2 separate regions of the Cricetulus griseus genome follow, and region 1 is linked to region 2. The links are chromatin contacts, called in public Hi-C maps. All regions are on one chromosome and are shown on one strand. Each heading gives the region's core, a stretch centred on a gene start, on an enhancer-like site or on the middle of the called end of the contact. The rest is flanking DNA. Distances are from core to core; before and after follow the strand shown. Region 1 has its middle 25 kb from the start of Actg1. Region 2 holds the start of LOC118239205 (translation initiation factor IF-2-like).

What was found. A called contact is a pair of places that touch in the nucleus more often than the background predicts.
Region 1: a Hi-C map of the CHO-K1 cell line shows a contact between it and region 2, with 2.9 times the contacts expected there. The contact joins the enhancer-like site here to the promoter of LOC118239205 in region 2. A contact is called at or near these places in 2 of 8 Hi-C or Micro-C datasets (both in the CHO-K1 cell line).

The regions. Positions count from the first base shown.
Region 1 is chr7:132,815,547-132,819,651 of CriGri-PICRH-1.0, reverse strand. No RefSeq gene overlaps it. Among named protein-coding and RNA genes, the nearest start is that of Actg1, 25 kb to the left of the region's middle. Within about 2 kb of position 2,316, at least 5 of the 6 cell types and tissues checked have open chromatin away from gene starts, as enhancers often do. A contact at or near this core is called in the CHO-K1 cell line, where this site is marked.
Region 2 is chr7:132,741,466-132,745,432 of CriGri-PICRH-1.0, reverse strand. LOC118239205 (translation initiation factor IF-2-like) reads left to right here and starts at 2,092. Exons shown (of 7, transcript XM_035448178.1): 1 at 2,092-2,409; 2 at 3,560-3,659. The coding sequence starts at 2,092. Bahcc1 (BAH and coiled-coil domain-containing protein 1) reads right to left here and starts at 3,102. Exons shown (of 29, transcript XR_004770886.1): 1 at 2,903-3,102.

The DNA.
Region 1 (4,105 bases), core at 1,067-3,566, 74 kb before region 2:
GAGCTATGTCCAATAGGGATGCAATAACGCTGCCAGACGCCTGCAGCTCCGCCAAGGCCCCTTCCTCAATCCCATGTGGTCTGTCACCAAGCCTTCAACGTGGAACACAAAGGCAGAGCTGGGGTCCCCAGTGATGGCGACGTTCGTCGTCACCCTCTCTCCTGCCCTTCTAGCCTCTATGCATTTACCTCCCGTTTATATGCCCCTCCTGCAATAGCTTGGTCAGGTGGCCCCATGGGGCTCAGGGCTGTGCGCTGGACACCTGCCGAGGTAGCCCCATCTCCAGGGATTTCCTGCGCTCCCGACCATCCCTCCCCCACCCTGACATCTCACGTGGGCCAATGCTCTCTTAAAGCCTTCTGTCCCTGCCTTCTGATTCCTTCAGATCCCCGATAAGCACTCCGCCCTCCCTGGGGGCTTACTGATGACATGCTATGTGCCCCAGGGAGCCCACTAACGGTTGCTCGACTCCAAAGAACAGGGATGATTGGACTCTCAGACTTAAGGGTGACGCACCCTAGCATGCAACTGAGGTGAGGCAGTGACTAGCTGTGACTGCAGGTGACCACGGCTGCGGGCAGGGGGCTCTCTGCCTGACTCACAGACGGCACCCCTCCCCCCTCAGCACCAGTCCTGATCTTTGGAGAGAAGCATTCATTCCAGGCTGACAGCCTGGACTGGGGGGACTGGGGGGACTCAGTAGCAGGTGGGGTCTGTCCTGGTCAGCTGGGTCAGTGCCCACTACCTAATTTTTATTGTCCGTCTTGCCTGAAGGACCCAGACCCTTCCTCGTACCTCTACAATGGTTTCCTTTCACACCCGGGGAAAGTCACATCTCCTGGATGTAGACTCCTGGCTTTTGCAGAGCCCCCAAAGGTTAAAGTGGTGGAGGCTGCAAAGGCAGAATGCCTGGGAGCCCGAGGGCACACAGCCACCACTGGTTCCCACCAGAGGTTCTTTCCACACCGGCCACCTCCAGTACTTCCAGTCTCTTATCAGCACAGGCTGTGTGGTCTCAAAACAGCAGGGAAAGGGGTGTGTTTAAACTTCATGGGGTCGGGGCTCCCCTCTGCCCAGCACCCCACACTTAGGACACCTGCCAGGGCCACTAGTGTCAGGCTACAGTTTGCTAGGGATACATTGACACAGGTTCTTTTAGACTCCTAATTCTAGGAGGGTGACCTTGGAAATGCCCCCACTTTGGCCAACCTACTCTCTCTTCTCCAACAACCTGAACGAACTTGAGCAGACTTTCCAAGTCTATCCATGCATGCTGTGAGGGCAGTGAGGGTTCCCAGGGCCTGACGCCTCCCCTGCAGGCTGTGCGGAGAGGGTGTCTGTGGCTACAGCCTGCAGCACTGTGGCCTGGCTGCAGTGGATGCCTGCAGCCTCTGCTTTGCTGAGGAATTGCGCTGAAGCAGTTTCTAGGTGGAAAGTGTTGGGAGCAGAGGTCAGGAGACCCAGACCTGACCCCCGACACCCCAGTTCAGCCTAAAGCCTGTTGCTGGCTCCACGCTTCTGAGCCACCACTTTCCACTCCAGACAGAGTCCACTACAGGTGACTGATTGGAGAAAGGGTGAGCCGGGCGGTGGTAGCGCTCGCCTTTAAGCCCAGCAGAGGGAGGCAGATCTCTGAGTTCGAGGCCAGCCTGGTCTACAAAGCGAGTTCCAGAACAGCCAGGACTGTTACCCAGAGAAGGCCTGTCTCGAAAAACCGGAGAAAGAAAACGGGGAAATAAAAAAGAAAGAGGCTGACTTAGGAGAGTCAGGGCGGGAGCCTGTCCCATGCCCGCCCCAGCCCAGTGAGTCTTGGCTGGGAAAAGAGGCTCAGGTTAGTAAAGACGCTCTCTGGGCAGTTTCCCACGTGGCCTCTCTTCGCAAAGACGGGAGCCCTCACATCCCTGAAGTCAGGTTTTAGGAAACATCCCATGCTGGCTGCCGGGTCCTGTTCTTCGCCACAATTCCCAGGAGACACGGAGGAAACGAGGATGGGAAACCGGGGACAGAGAATGCAAGTGCCCGTCCAAGGTCAGCCCCTGAGCGGGCTGCGTGGCGGGCGGCGGCTCCTGGCTCGCGTGTGCGAACAAGCGGGGTTCCGGGAGGCGCGCGGGGCCGGGCCGGGCGGGCCGGGCCGGGGCCGGGGTGGGCGCGCAGGTGGCGGGCCGGAGCGGGCGCGCGGCGCGGGCGCCGAGAACAAAAGGGAGCCCCGCTCCCGCCCCGCCGCCCGCCCGCCCTCGGCCAATTGGCGCGGCCGGAGCAGCAGAGGCCCTCTAATTGGCTGCTCGGCGACCAATCACGCGCCAAAGCCGAGAGCCCCCGCCGCCCCACGTGGGGTGGCTCCCTGCTAGGGGAGGGCGGGGCGGGAGTGGGGACGCGCACCGCGCGCCTCGGGGACCTGACGGCGACCGCGTTGCCCTGGGGATCCCTGCGGTCCCGTGGGGGCGTCGTCAGGCTCCTTCAGCGCCTCGGGAGCGCAGAGCCTCCCGGGCGGGCGGTAGTGGGGCCAACGCGGGGCTGTCCCTGCCCCCCCTGGGAGGTGACGGGGAGGCAGAAGAGCGCCACCTGGGTTTGCTCGGAGGCTGAAGCGGGTGGGGTGGAGGGAAGAAGACACGGTCCTGCTGTTCAGTGGGGGAGGCATCGATTCATTCTTGGATGGAGTCCGGCTTTGACACTTCTCATGCCCTGGGGACACAAAGAGAGGTGGCCCCCGTTCAGGCTTGGGGATAGCCTCCCCCTGACCGTTTCCATTAGCCTCCCCTCCAAACTACTCCAAGTGGAACATGCAAGAATGTTTTTTGATACGGGCAATTGATGCGGTCTTACATTTTTATGGCACCCTCAGACGGGACATTTGGGGAGAGTTGAATAAATGGAAAATACATGAATTAAAGGAGAGATGTGTGGTGCCCAGGCTAGTAACGAAGGGGAGCTGTAGTGGAGAAATGGGCCCCTTTCAGGAGCTGTGACCTTAGAAAGGGCACGCAGTGACCTGGCAGGGAGGTACTGGGTGGTGTATACGTTCCTCAGGCTTTCTAGTGCTCCCCACTGACTGGATCCAGGCCCACCTTGGAGCAAAGGAAGCTGGGCTGACATGTCTACAGCCAGTTTGTGTTGCGGACGGGAGAGCTGGGTGGTGGTGGTGTGTCAGGGTGCCCGGGGCCAGCGACAGGAGTGTGTCCTGCACCCGCTCAAGTGTGTCACAAAAGACTGGGTTTTTGCTTCGTGAGCAGTAGGTCCATGCCGCATAGGTGTGTCCTGTCTCCTACTGAGGCAGCCTCGCGATGGATAGGTGGGATTGGGTTGAACCTTTTCCACTGTAGAAGACATCTTGTAAGTCGGAGCTAGGAGACGGAGGATGCTGCTGTTCAGGTGTCTCAGCTGCCCTCCTAGGCGAGCCCTTTCCATTAGGTACCTTGACGTCTCTGCAGTGGGCTCAGGGCAGTAGTGGGACCCTGAGTTCTGTCTCGGGGACTTGGATCCTCTTTATGGGTGTCCTCTCAAGGGTGCCTTGTCGGCCAGCACACACTGGAGTTTGCCCAGATGGCTCTGAGGTCAGGGAGCCTTCGTTAATTCAACATGTCTTTTGGGAGAGGTCCTTCTGTATGTAACAGGATAGGCTCAGCCCTGGGGGTGCTCAAGAAAAGAAAGGCACAGTCCAGGCTTGGAGAAATTTGTGGTTCACTGTGTGGCCATGCTCACGCCCAGATGAAGTACTGGAGCCCCAGAGGTCCAGAAAGCCAGGGGCAAGGGAAAGATTTGGTGCTTGAGGCAGTTTTGAAAGACAATTAGGAGTTGGGTGGTGGAGAAGGGATGACACCAGGTGTTCCAAGAATGTGGCCTCTGGCAGATGTGGTCGTGTGCAGGGGGTCTCTGACACGTGGAAGTCAGGGGACACTGGCAATGCCCCCCTTCCATACGGAGATACTAACAGGGTTATTGCGTGGCTGCAAGGAGAATGTGCTGTGTGCAGTCCCGTGTCTCGAGATTGGCAATTACAGGCTCCATGCTCATGCATGCGCCGTCAGTACAGGCGCTGGTTGCAGTTGGGGAGGTTGTTGTGGCTTGTGAGATGAGGTGTCTGTGTGGGGATACGGATGGCTTTCTT
Region 2 (3,967 bases), core at 843-3,342:
CCCCCAATCAAATTCGCCCAGGATCTTCCTCTGCGGATTGGGGGCTTTGGGGGAGGGGGCTCAGAGAGTCAGAAACTGTTTTCTCTCGGCCTCCCAAATCGGCCACGACGTTTCTCCATTCAGCGCCTGCCCGATCACCTAACCGAGGCAGGTCTCCGCGTGGCACCCTGACCGACCCTGCGGGGAAGAACCGAGACTAGCACAGCGCAGCCGTCTCCTGGGTCTGGGGCCCAGCAGACCCGGGCTCTCGGTCTTCCATCCCCACCTCTGGCAAGGCCAACTTGAAACGACCCTCCTTCTCCCTTTCCTGCCACCCCCTCCCATCGTGAAATGTGTACTCCCGGGCGAAATCGCAGACAATTTCAAACTCTGAGAGCAGCGACCGAGCAAGCGATGTAAAGTGTACACCGCCATGCACGTGCGACCAAAGTCTCTCGGCCATCCTCCATTTCGGATACTTCTTTTATTTCCGAAATACACATTGTCTTAATGCTTGGTCTCAGCTCCCACAGAAAGGAGGTATTCTTAATTGTGAACTTTACAGAAAATCTGATTTTTTTTTTTAAAAAAAGCCGTCCCACCGTGACAACAAAGCGATTAAGATGTTTTCTATTTCGTAAATACCATTTAAATTGCTATATTTTATGCTCTGGGTTCTACACTGTCTTATTTGCACACTATTTTGTGTCTGATTTAATCTATAACCGAAAACATAATGTATTAAGTGAATACATATTTGCTCATGTGATAAGCTTTTTTTTAATATTTATTCGGAGAATTTTGCATTGTAAATAAACGGGACTACACAAAGACTTCTCTTTGTGTTCAAACCGCATACAAAGGGGTTTGGGGCTCTCTTCCCTCTGGGGAGTTTCACTCTCCCCGGGTCCAACAAACAGCTCGCCTCTACGCGGCGCAGGCCTGCTCAGCTATCGCCAGGGCGAGGAAGGCGCAGGCAAGGCCGAGGCGCTGCCGGCGCCGGGGTCAGGGGAGGGGCTGCCCAGGGCCGGTGAGGGACTCGCGCGCCCCTACCCAGGCCGGCGCCTCTCGAACCCCGGAGGGCGCCGAGGAGGACAAAGGGAAAGAAGGAAGGGGAGGGAGGTCAGGAACCTGCCGCTTCAAAGGCGCCGAGGGCCGGAGTGGGGTCGGAGGCTGCGCGCGGTACAAGGCTCCGCGACGGCCTCCGGGGAGTCGTGTGCGCCGGGCTTTTGTTCTGGGCCCCCACCCCAGTAAGACGTCTCAAAGTGTGAGCGAAAAGTGGGGTCTGCGAGCGATTCTCGGGACGCGGGCTTTGCGCTCTCGCCGCGGCTTGGCTCCCCACCCCCTGCGGGCCGATCGCTGGCTCGTTTGTGCCTCTCCGCCCGGCCCGCAGGATTTCCTACGCAAACAAGGGCTGGATTGTGTCGCCAGTGCCCGCCGCTGCGCTTCTGGCCGGACTGAAGGGGACCTTCCTTTGTGTCCCGTCCTGCCGGAGCGCTGCCGGCGCGCCCTGCGATGCTCGCGCCCTGGGCCTGGGAGAGCCGGCTCGGCACGGAACGAGGAGCGGCAGCCAACGGGGCCGCGATGCGAGAGCCGAGGCCCGGGGCTGCGATGCAGCCGTCCGCGAGTCCCCAGGCTCCGAGGCCTCCTCCTCGCGCCCCATCTCAGGACTGGACGCCGCAGTGGACCCCGGGCAGTGTCGGACCAGAGGAAACAAAGTGGCCGAGAGCCCCTCGCGGCCGCCGATAAGAACCGCCGATAAGAAAGCGTCTAAGGACCGGAACCCCAGAAAACCTGCCCCGGGTGGCTGGGCGTGACCCCCAGAGCCGCGGTTCCTCCAGACGCCCGGCCAGCACTGGTACCCCCGGGCGTCCTCGAGGATTGCTTTGTTTTCAGATTTTTGCATCTAAAAGCCGGGTCTTAGCCGCCTTTGTCCTCCCGTGCAAGCCAAGCTCTGGGGTCCGTGGGCTCGCTCGGGCCGCGTTCCCCGCGCGGGTGGGCTCAGCGGGGCCTGCAAGGCCAGGCCGCAGCCAGAAGCGCACCGGACGCGAGTGGCTCCAGCGTCGCTGCACAACCCGCTCCCTGCGAAACCCGCCGTCCCCACCCCACCCCATGCCGGCGAGGAACAAGAGACCCCGGCTCTGGGAGTGGACCCGTCCCCCGACCACGCCACTCGCGAGGGTCGTGGCCCCGATCCCGCGTGCTGCCCGGAACGCACCGCATGAAAACGCCCCACTGTTGGGCGACCCCCTCCACCCCCCACTCCTCCAGAAGGAAAAAGAAATGTTCCGAAAAGAATTACGTCTGTGGGGAGAGAAGCCTGAAAGCCTGCCAGTCCCCCTCCAATCCCCTGTCCCCCTCACTGAGGCCCGGAAAGCAGCAGCCGTGGCCACCGAGAGCCGACCGTTCCCTGCGCTGGGGAGCGCCCGGGCGGGGCCCATTCAAGATTGCTGGGGGAGGGGAGCGGGATGGGGGAGCAAATAATTGGGGTTCGCTCGTGGTTCCTCCGGAGCTGGGATCTCACTCCCTGCCCACTCGGGGCTACCCGCGGGGCTCTTGCTGAAGGAAACGTGGCGGTCTCTGTCCTGTCTGGATAATTTATTTTTAATGCAGGGTGTCGATCGAGACAAGAAGCGCTCAGAGCAAAGCAAGGACGCATTACGGGGGGAATTTTAAACCGATCGATAAAATTTTTCAAAGGAAAAAAAATATCGTACTCATATATACATATATATATAGTCCATTTTAAAAAAAGCCTTTCAACATCATAACGGATTTTAAAAGGGAAGATCTATTATTCCTTAACACCACAATCCTGAATTTCTTCTGCTTAAAAAAAATGTAAATCCCCAAAAGCCAAAATAAAATAAAATAATAAAAATACAAAAAAATTTTAAAAATGAAAGCAATTTCAGTTACTTACTGGAGGCTGTTTCCTGGATACAATTGAATGCAATACAATTAAATCAGTAAATGTGACTTTGGTTTGTATTCCTATTGGTATTTTCAATGTGCTGACTGTTGCACTGTGAATGCACGGCTTCCACAACAACGACTCTAGCGAGCCCATCCAGAGCGGCTCTCAAACCTGCAGCCCGGCGCGGCGAGCCACGGGCCCTGCATACTAATAAGCTCGTGCCACTCAACCCGGAGCAGCCCGCGCGCTGATTGGCCGCGCGGCCCTCCACGGCCCCGAGCTCGTGCCACTCATTCGGCGTAAACAGGCCTCCCAATAGGCTGGCGCCGGGCCAGGGAGCTGCCAATCAGGGAGCAGCAGGGCTACTACCAAGCCTGATGGCGCCTAATTCAAGCCGAGCGACTGCGCAGCTCCTCTGCGCAGATCCTTGCTGCTGAATGGGAATGTGGTGGCGCAGGGCGGGAGAGGAGCACTGGCGACTGGGCAAGGAGTGGGAGCTTGGGTCCGCGTCCGGGGGAGCTATGGGTGTTTGCTTTTCCTTAACCTGTCAGGTCTAAAGTTGGGGGTTTTGCTCGTTTGCTTGCTTTTGCACGGAATAAAAAGAAAACAGCCTCACGCGGTAAACCAGAGGCCCTGTCCACTGCCCTGGGGTCTGTGTGGCAGGTGGCGGAACCTGGGGCCCCCGAAGGCCAGACTTCAAAGCGCAGAGACCGGTCTTGCACCCCGACTCCCAGGCCGCCACACACTCGGACCCCAGCCGGAGGTTGCACTTGGGTCTGAGGCGTGGCCGCACAGACTCCATGAATGCTCGCCCGGCCCTTCCTTGCTCTGCCCGAGAGGCAGGAGAAGAACCTTTCTTCCCCAGCCACCCATCTATCTGTGCGCTCTCAATTTTATCTCCCGCAGCCACACTCCGCAGCGCAGCAACAATCGAAATGAAAATCGAGGCTCTGTTGCTAAGATAAGGGTTTACTTTTCCCCCATCAGCTCCTAGATTTTAAAAATACCTTCGCTTGGTAATTTTAGGGGTGGTTGTCATGGTGTGAAACCCGTGCTTAGCATTTATTTCTC